2 separate regions of the Arachis hypogaea genome follow, and region 2 is linked to region 1. Evidence: chromatin contacts called from public Hi-C data. All regions are on one chromosome and are shown on one strand. The core of a region is the stretch at or near the end of the contact, and the rest is flanking DNA. Distances in the headings are between cores, read along the strand shown.

What was found. Hi-C and Micro-C count contacts between places; a contact is called where the count stands out from the background.
Region 2: a Hi-C map of an unstated tissue shows a contact between it and region 1, with 4 times the contacts expected there. The contact joins the enhancer-like site here to the promoter of LOC112696048 in region 1. A contact is called at or near these places in 2 of 8 Hi-C or Micro-C datasets (leaf and an unstated tissue).

The regions. Positions count from the first base shown.
Region 1 is chr6:12,000,075-12,005,342 of arahy.Tifrunner.gnm2.J5K5, forward strand. It overlaps LOC112696048 (G-type lectin S-receptor-like serine/threonine-protein kinase SD3-1), which reads right to left and starts at 3,537. Exons shown (of 2, transcript XM_025748631.3): 1 at 2,382-3,537; 2 at 1-2,202. The coding sequence starts at 2,096.
Region 2 is chr6:12,033,839-12,038,816 of arahy.Tifrunner.gnm2.J5K5, forward strand. No RefSeq gene overlaps it. Among protein-coding and RNA genes, the nearest start is that of LOC112696049, 22 kb to the right of the region's middle. Within about 2 kb of position 3,058, at least 2 of the 3 cell types and tissues checked have open chromatin away from gene starts, as enhancers often do.

The DNA of each region.
Region 1 (5,268 bases), core at 2,287-4,786:
CGTTCAAGTTCATTTGAGTTGGCACCACCTTCAATTCTTTTATCAATGACATTTGCAGCATTCCCTTCTATCCATTCTTTATATGACCACTCACAAAGTTCTGTCTGATCTCTACATCCGGTCAACAAGGTTAGGACTAACATGCCAAAATCTGCTATGTCCCTCTCGGCCGAAAAGCCAGAGTACACAGCCTCGCCGTCTACTATTGCGAACCCAAATTCACTCACCTTGGCTTCTAAGTTCTCATCCAACATGACATTTTCACACTTCAGATTTCCATGACTTATAAACTCCCTGCATTCAGAGTGAAGATAATTGATGGCCTTGGCCACACGTGAGCAGATGTCAACTCTCTTTCTCCAAGTCAGTTTCTTGCAAAGAGGGGAATCGTCTATATAGTTCTCAAGAGAACCGTTTTTGACGTACTCGTAGACTAAGAATCTATGATTGAACTCACAACAATAGCCCTCCAGCTTCACAAGATTCCTGTGGTGGATGCTTCCAATCTTCAGAACAGCACTCCGAAACTTCCTGTCATCTATGGGTGCATTCAGCTCTTTAACTGCAACAAGAGATTTGTTTGGTAGCATGCCCTTGAACATATTTGGTCCAATCTGATCCTTGAAGTCTTCGGTGAGGCTCTTGATCTCTGAAAAAGATAATGCAACTAAGCCCTTTGAATTTGCACCTGCGGAAGCTAAACTTTCTTTCCTCCTAGTAGAAATTTTTCTTCTATAGATGTAGAAAACAATTCCAAGCTGAATGATAACAACAACGAAACATGTGCCTGAGGCTGCTCCTATTAAACAAGGAACACAAAATCTAGGAGCTTGTTTGGTTGGAGGTGTGCTTCCAAGTGTGGGATTTACTGCAAATGGAAATGAACATCTCTTAACAAATGATACCGAGCTTAGAGACGGATCTGAATAACCAGTGATATATTCAGATTTCTTTATTGAGCATTGGGGAACACCATCATTAGAAAAGGTTGCAACCGTACACCTTGAATCATTCTGGCACAATTGCATACATTGATGCAGGCTACTTATGATACCCGGACCATCAACAGGGTAAATTCCATATAGGTGTGTGTTCCAATATGTCATCATAGTGGAGCCAGGTTCACACTTCTGTTCATATGGAACCAAACAGGTCCCGGTGTCGGTCTGCTCGAAAGGGCACACACAATCAGCAGTACCTGAGGGAGACAAAACACAGACCCCTTGTTTACCACAAGTTGCAAAAACCTTGCACTGATTCTCAACAGCTTGCCAGACAGATCTCCATGACTGTGAAGCCTCCACCCATGAATATAGGCGGAGATTGCCATCGACATCTATCCTAAGAAATCGGTAGTTCACAGATTCATTGTGGTCTTCCCCAAACACACTCCAAACAACATTAGAACTGTTGTCTAAAAGTTGTAGAGCTCCATTGTTTGTCAGATATGCAGTGAGATTCGAAGTGGAGGGGCTTTCGCTTATCCAGTAGGGAATATTACTTTCCCAGCGAAGCATTAGGTGTCCTGAAACATTCATGGAAAGAGTGTAGTAACTGGACACTAGATCCTTAGTGGCAGCACGAAGCGATTTATCACAAGATAGATACTGTCCTGGGAGAAGTGTATCATCTGGATCATCAAAACTTTGCCAAATTATCTTTTGCTCTCTGTCCATCAGAACAAGATTACCATTATCAAGAAGAGAAGCCGACACGACACCCTTGTTACTGGTGTTGCTGTTCCATGCTATCATTCCTTGATCATCAAACAGGATCATATCTCCATTTGTGGTGATTTGGAAACAAGACTTGTTACCTACTGCAGTCTGAAATCCAGCAGTCCACACCATTGTTTGTTGGCTGTACGGTATAGACTTGTTGTTGAATCGAATACCAATACTAAACTGGTTAGGTTCATCCGAAATGTTAAAGAACCCGACTGCAAAATTACCATTTTTGGAAACCCAGCTGCCATTGTCAACCACACAAAGCTTAGAACCTACTGGTATGTCAGCCCTCACAACAGGATATAGCAAGAAGCAGATGGATACACATAACAATAGTGGTGACCTAAGGTGAGAATTCTGTTCAAGCATATCTGTGTATGCTTAGATTGACAAATTAAGATGAATGATCCTTATTCCAAAAGTCACATCTAAATGTAAAGATATTGGTTTCCACCTTGGCAATTATACCAAACACCTGTAGAGGGATAATAAAAAATAAAGTTTAAGTAAAATGTCTTTGTCAAGCCCCAAGTGTGGTTCGGCAGTGCAATGATAAAAGCTCACACATGCATAGTATCTTTGAAAATTAGGCAAAGAATTGTCACAATTTCTAAAAGAACTACAGTGGAAGAGAAAAATGCTCAAGTATGGTACCTGAAAGAATAGTACTCCAAACTCCAAAGCTCAGAAATTCAATAAGCCACCACAGAATGTTGCCATGAACTTCAACATGATTGCAGTAAAGTAACTTGAAACTTCATAGGGTATGTAATCCATGTATGAGTTGTATATGCAAGGACAAAGATAGGAGACCCTAAAGTGGAAGCCTTTCCGAAAAAGATGAAATTTAGTGCCAAAAATTGGTACTTTATGCAGAGATGGGAACCAAGTCAAACCAAAGTGGAGCACATTTTGGAGAATGCAATCACTTTCTCAAGGTTCAAACTTGAGCATGAGCCTTGAAAATGAAACATCATAAGCATAGAGCAATTCCAATTTCCAACAAGAAGAGAACTTCAAAAAGGAGAATGCGAAAAAACACAACCTTTGAACTGACACAACAATGTTGATGATGGCTCAAAAGAGTTATCTTTCCATTTTTCTGAGCCAGAGAGAGATAAAGAGATCTGAATGTAAAATCCCAAAAAGGGGAAAAAGGGAAAGGGGGGGGTGTTGAAGCTTAGAATCAGAAGAGAAGAATATTGAACCTGAATGCAACAAATCTCATGACCCCAGATGAAAATTTTCTTCCTTTTTTTTTCTTTTTCCTCTGTATTTTATTAGAAGCAAACACAACTTAGCTGAAAGGGATCAAAACTGAAGACCAAAGAGGACAAAGAGGGAAGTAGCAGAAACACTGAGAAGCGAGAGATGAACACACGTTACAAAGAACAGAGTTGTTAAGTTGGTAATGGATTTGGAAAGGACATGCAATTGAGGAGTGTGAGAAGTGTGAGGGAAAATGGGGAGCTTGGATTTGTGGGTTCAGATTTGGAGAAGGAAAAATGAGCTATAAACGGTAAGAGAGAGAGAGAGAGAGAGAGAGAGAAGAACTGGGTTTTGTGAAATGTAGTGTGTGTGTGTGTGTGTTAATGTGAATGCGTGTGTGTGAAGTGGAAGAAGGATAAGAATACCAGAAAATGAGGAACAAGAGGAAGAGGAAGAAGAACAATTTTTTTTTTCTTCTTCTTGTTTTGGTAACTTGGAAGACTACGATTTATTAACGAAGAACATGAAGAGTGAAGCTAAAATTTTAGTTTGAAAAAACATAGATTTCATTGCCAGACAGCTAACAAAACATATCATTTTCTGTCCATATTTAGTTCATAAACATATTTAATACATAATATTACAAAATATATTATTGACTAATATTAATAAAATAATATTCAAATTCTTAATATTTTATCTTTTATATATTAATTAATTATTTTGTGTTAATAAGGTAGTAAGTTTAATTTATTTAATATTTAACTTGTGTATAAAAATGTTAAGTAAATAAATTATTTTTATAATTAAGATTAATTAAGTCTTTTTTATATGTCTTCTCTTTTTTCTTCAATTTATTTTTTATATAACAATAAATTGTTAGATCAATTTAATTAAATTTAATTATTAAAATAATTTGGTTATAGAATATTGTTATTTATGTATTAAAGTTTTCTAACAATTGTTACTTCTTGGCCTATTAGAACTAGAATATTGCGAGAAATTAAAAAAATAGTAAAAAAATTAAAAAGAAATTGAAAATGAAAGTTTTTTATATTTTTTATCAGTTTTAACTTTTAATGTAGTGAATAGATTAAAAAAATTAAAAGTTTTTACTTTTATCACCCCTTTTGTTTACTGTTCACTTTGGTTACAAAACCAATTCTATGATATCTATAAATTTTTACTTAAATTTTGCTTAATTTATTTTTTATAATAAATTTTAATTTTTTAAAAATTGTTTATTCTTATATCTTTTAAATTAAATAATAACTTTTCATTTTTTTAATAAATTCACACCACCTTTTAATCATGCACACTTTTTCAAGAACTTCCACTCTAAATTCTTCACTTTTGTGGTAGGTGTTAACAATTGCCCCTTGGTTTAACCCAAATTCATCATTCACTATTGATTAACTTTAAGCCACCAGAAAGGGCTATATATGATGGAGCTATGTATGTGTATTTATTCTAAAATAATTATAAGGAATTATTTTTTAATCAGTTAATATTAATTAATTTTTTATTATAAAACTATTTCTTTTAAAATATAGAATTTGTAATTTAGGATTTAAAATCTAAAACTAAAAAAAAAAAATTGTTGATATTAATTAAAAATTTGATTTCTTAATTAAACTCGTATAAATTATATTAAAGGCTTCTCATGATGAAGTTCTAAGTTAGTTGGGTTAAAAAAAAGGTGCTATTTAGATCATGACTACAACATATTTAAAAATATTATATTAAAAAAGAAGAAGAAATATTTCAAAAACTTCAACCTCAATACAAAATTTAGAGAGGCATTACTAAAAAAAGAAAGAATAATATGTAAAAAAAATAGAAAAGAAAAATAATAAAAAATTATCAAAAATATTATTTTTAGTTATAAACTAAATTTTTTTAATTTAATAATATATTTTTAGTTTATTTTTTAAATATTAATAATTAAAAATAATAAATTCAAATGATCTAGTATTTTAATATTTTTTAAATATTAATATGAATTGATGCACGGCAAGCTAAGCTTTTCCATTACAGCCTTTAAGACAAATGTACACGTGTGACCACGTGAACTAATTAAGCTAATATAGTTTATTATTACCCAGGAATAAATATATAAATTTCCCTCAAATCTCTGTACCATGTAGTAGTTGACTGAGGGTTATGGTATAATTACTATTATATTATACTAACCTCTTTTTAACACCAGCAAGATTCTTATTATATGCATATCATAAAATAATGATATGGGGTGTTAAATTAAGATCATTATTAAATTGCTATAAAGTTAACCATATGAAACAAACCTATGGAATTGGCTAGACAAATAATC
Region 2 (4,978 bases), core at 1,808-4,307, 33 kb after region 1:
CATGGCTCCATCACCTAAATGGCACCAAAACCTTAAAGCCTCTCCCTCAAACTCTCTCAACCTCCCAGCTTTAACAAATTTTGGATTGACACAAATGATAACCGTGATGACTATCCACGGATTATGTATTTATACTACTCTAAGCATAAATCGTGGTAGCCAAAAGGGTTTTATGCTCACAGTTTTTTCTTCATAAACCATGGTGACCAAGCACGGTTTCTAGGTAGCAATTTTTCTTCATAATCCGTGGTGAGTAGCCATGGTTTATGCTCAAAGTTTCCTAAGTGAAAACCGTCAAAGCCTCCCACCGTTTATGCACAAATTAAAAACCGTTGTTAGCTCCCACGGTTTACATAGTAAACAAAAAAAGACACTCACGTAAAGACTTTACAAATGTTGCATTCAGGTAAAGGTTGTTGTGACAGCATTAAAGATGGGTTCAATTGATTACAAGAACAAACAACCTTCTTCCACAACGGGTAGTCCTCCTTAGAGAATCGCCACCACCACTTGAACAGAAGCGACGCGTTCCTGAGTAATGCATCCCCGACCCCCAACCCCCAACCCACCTAGCTTCTTAGGAGCTTGAACCACCTCCCATTTCACAAGCGGTATACCATTATTCCCATCTTCTTTACTCCACAGAAATCTTTTTTGTAGTCCAATTATCTTTTTTGCAACCGCTTTTGCCATCTTATACAAGCTTAAGCAGTAAACTGGAAGGCTATTTAGAACAGATTTGATGAAAACCAACTTACCAGCCTTGTTAAGAGATTTAGCTTTCCATAGGCTCAACTTATCTTCCACCTTGTCTATGATCGATTTCCAGGTCTTCACCAACTGAGGATTTGCGCCTAAGGTGATTTCCAAGTACCTAACCGGTAACGCAGCTTCGGTACATCCCAACAGACCACACATATTAGTCACCCATGCCTTCTCACAGTTGACTAAAATCAAGCTTGACTTGTCATAGTTAATACTCAAGCCAGACATTAACTCAAAACAACGCAGGAGTCTCTTATAATTCAACACTGTCTTCGTATCCTGAGGGCAGAACAACATCATGTCATCTGCGAATTAGAGATGCGACAGCTCTATGTTGTCTCGTCCCACTAGCAATGGAGAAATACGTCCATTCCTTACTGCCTCACCCACCATCCTATGCAAAATGTCAACGACAAGAATAAAAAAAAAGGAGAGAGGGGATCTCCTTGTCTGAGTCCTCTCTCCATCTTGAAAGGCTTGGATAGTGACCCATTAATCAACACTGACATAGACGCCGTGGTCACACATTCCTTCACCCATGTCCTCCATCTAAGACCAAAGCCCATCTTCTGTAATACTATATCCACAAAACTCCATCTCACCCTGTCATAAGCTTTCTGAAAGTCTAGTTTGACAATTGTCGCCTGCTTCCTTCGCAGCTTTAGCCATTGGACCGTCTCACAAGTGATGAGAGCACCATCATGTATTTTTCGGCCCTTTACAAACGCAGACTGGGTCTCCCCCACTAAACATAGCATCACTGGGCGCATTCTTCTTACCAGCACTTTTGATATCACCTTATAAACACAACCAACCATACTAATCGGTCTTAGGTCTTTGATTTCTTTGGCTCCCACAAACTTTGGAGTTAGAGCCACCCAAGCTACATTAGCCTCTGTTGGTAGCTTCGCACTCTGAAAAAAATCCAACACAGTTGTAGTAAATTCCTGGCCAATCTCCTCCCAACATTTCTTTATGAAGTTCATATTATAGCCATCACTACCCGGAGCTTTACTTAATTCACAATCCCAAACCGCCTCTCGTATCTCCTCCGGTGTTAACATTACCTCTAGCACTGCTGCCTCTTCCTTCTCAATCTGTTTTACCAACCCATCACGGATGCCAATAAAAGGAGCATGTTCCTGCCGATACAGATCTTTATAAAATCTCGTAATCGTAATCTTTATTCTGGCCTGATTTTGCACCAATCTTCCATTAATGTACTAACCATCTTTATTCTGCTCCTAACCATCTTATAATGTACTAGCTTTTTTAGCTTAATCTAGTAGCGTATTGCTTTGGACCGCATTGTTCCTGGTACGGAAAAAGGAGTGAGAAACAAAAGTTTTTCATTAGTTTATCTATATGGTGTCATTGTATCAATCTCCAATCACTCTGAATTTTAAAATGAAACAATGATAATGCAATGTTCTTCCATTATTATTTTCAAAAGACTTTATTAGTTGGAGTAGTCGTGACTTTTAGATGCTTCTCATGTTATGAGATACGTGACTCATAACAAAATGCCCATAACGTTAAAATATATAAAATGCAAACTTATAAACTTTGATTTGGTGTTCTTGTAAGCCATAAAGTAATGCAAAATAAAAAAGAGAAGAATAATAACATTGGCATAAATAAAATGAACTTTTGAATAAAATAATGATAATAAACATAATCATAAATCAAACAGAAATAATCTTTGAATAAAAAAATGATCCTTAAATAAAATAAAAAAATTAAACATAATCATAAATTAAACAAAAAAAATCTTTGAATATAAAATGACCTCTGACTAAAATGAGAATAATAAACATAATCATAAATCAAACAAAAAAATAAAAGAAGAATAATCATAACCACATATTGGTACTATATACATGCATTTGCCGGAGTTTAATTTGAGGGAAAAATAATGATTATTCTTAAATCATGGTACCCAATGTTGTTTTAGCTCAAACGGAAATTGACATTTTGAAATTTAACCGATGAAGCAGATGTTATCAGAAATGAATTAAATGGAAGTTATGTCCTTGAAAGTTGAAATGATGATACGAATTTTAGTGAATGGAAAACCAAACAGAAGCCTAGGAAGTAGGAAGGAACTAAGGTTCCCGTGACCAAAATCGTAACAGCTTTTAATAAAGTTTATTGATATGTCATTGTTGTATCTTTGTCCATTCCGTGGCGGCTCCATTCTCAGTTTCCGTATTTTTCTATTTGGTTTTCTACCCTCAGAGAGGTCCTAGAACCTTCATTGACTCTTCTTTTGTGTTTCATTTTTTTTAATCTGAATTGACTTTTCTCTTTGGTTGGGAATAATAACAAAAAATCTGATCAGTTTAGAGAGAGAGAAAGAGATGGTAGGTGAAAAATAAAAAAATTAACTTTAAAATATTATTGATTTATGTGTAATATAATTTGCTTTTTGCGATTGCAAAAAGGTTTTTTTGCAAATTGTAAAAAAAAAATAATGAAAAGATTCTTGCACATTGCAAAAAGAAAAGAAAATAAAAATAAAAAATTCTTGCGGATTGCAAAAAGAATTTTATATTCATATCTAATTTTTTTTAGACAGAAAAATAATTTTCTTTTGTCAAAATGAAAAAAAAAAATTAAATGTGCGGGCTAGATATGTTTTGGGCTTGGCTGGGAGTAATGCTGGGCTTCTAGGCCTTTCATAACACATGCACTTGGCCCAATGTTATGAAGATAAAACAATATCTTAAAAAAATAGCAATATGCTTCTTTATTTCTTTAATGATTTTTACCTCCTTTGATTTGGAGTTATGATTCTTCATATCATACTCCCTTTCTTGATTAAAAAGAAAAAGAAAAACGTAAAGAACAATGTTGTTCAATTGTTCTCATTGATAACACACTAATCAATATTTTAGTGGAATTGCACATTATAAAAGCTATTAATTAATTTTTGGATAATTGACCTCTCACTTTCTTATACATGTTGCAACTATCATCACTTTAATCCAAATATGTCAATGTTATATGGATTCAATTGGCTTGTAGAATTAAATGAATGAATATATGCTTTCAATTAGACAACACTGTATGCTCCATTCTCCATTGTTTCATCAAGATTAGATGTGACTTAATTAATTACATCTACTTTTTTGTGACACTTATGAAAGCTCATATCAACAAGCACAAAGTCAAAGGAAGGAAAAAGAAACGGTTTGGGAACAAATTTAATATCGATTCGATTTGATTATCCTGTCTCCTATTCTTTTGTTTTTCACAATTCACATTGATGTTTTCTTCGGGTAACTTGAATTATATGGGAAAATAGATATCTTCTATAGCGATATGTCTATAAGGGGGTGCCAAGTTCCCAAAAATAATTTCTATATGTAATCTTATTGACTTATTGTAACAGAAACGCTGAATAGCGACGATTGTTTTTTAAACCAATTTCGAGTGATTTTTAATTGGGATTCTTTAGCTTACGAGAGTTAATTATTTGCAACGATTTTCAGAAACTACTGGTATAACGGCCGCTAAATTGATTATGTATACTAGACAATTTTTGAGATATTATATCACTCTATTATTAGAGGTTGTTAAAACATTAAGTTTATTTGAGTTACTTATGTACATGATGTTAAAAATAACACATGAAATAAAAATACAACCGAATTAGAATTTTTTTTTCTCTTTTTTTTTTCTTTTCTTTTGTTGGCCTCATCTAATGTTCAATTTAGTTAATATATTTATATATAAATCATATAAGTTTTTCAAAACTTGAAAACGTTGCTTTAGTTTCTAAGATTATTAATTATAAATTAAATTAGTCTTTGGAATTTATTTTATTATTTTGACTATAAATTAATTAACTTTTTAGATAATTATTCATGTTGTTAATGGAAAATATAATTATTTTGTTAATATAATATTATGTAATTAGATATAAATATAAAATTAAATGTATCAAATTAAATTCTTGATATATATAGGAATTAGGAAAGGTAAAAATGACTAAACTTATATATGTATGAGGTATCCTTGTAATTACGGAGAAAATGGAGATTAAGTTAAAGATTAAGGCGGAAGAAGAGGAGCACAAGTGTGGTTGAAGGAATGGGTAATGGACCCATGTTGGTCCCCATGATAGGGAGCCATAATAGCCGGCCAAAATTTCCATCTCACATTATCAAACAAACAACAATGAGGTGTAAGATAAGGGGACTCTTTCTCT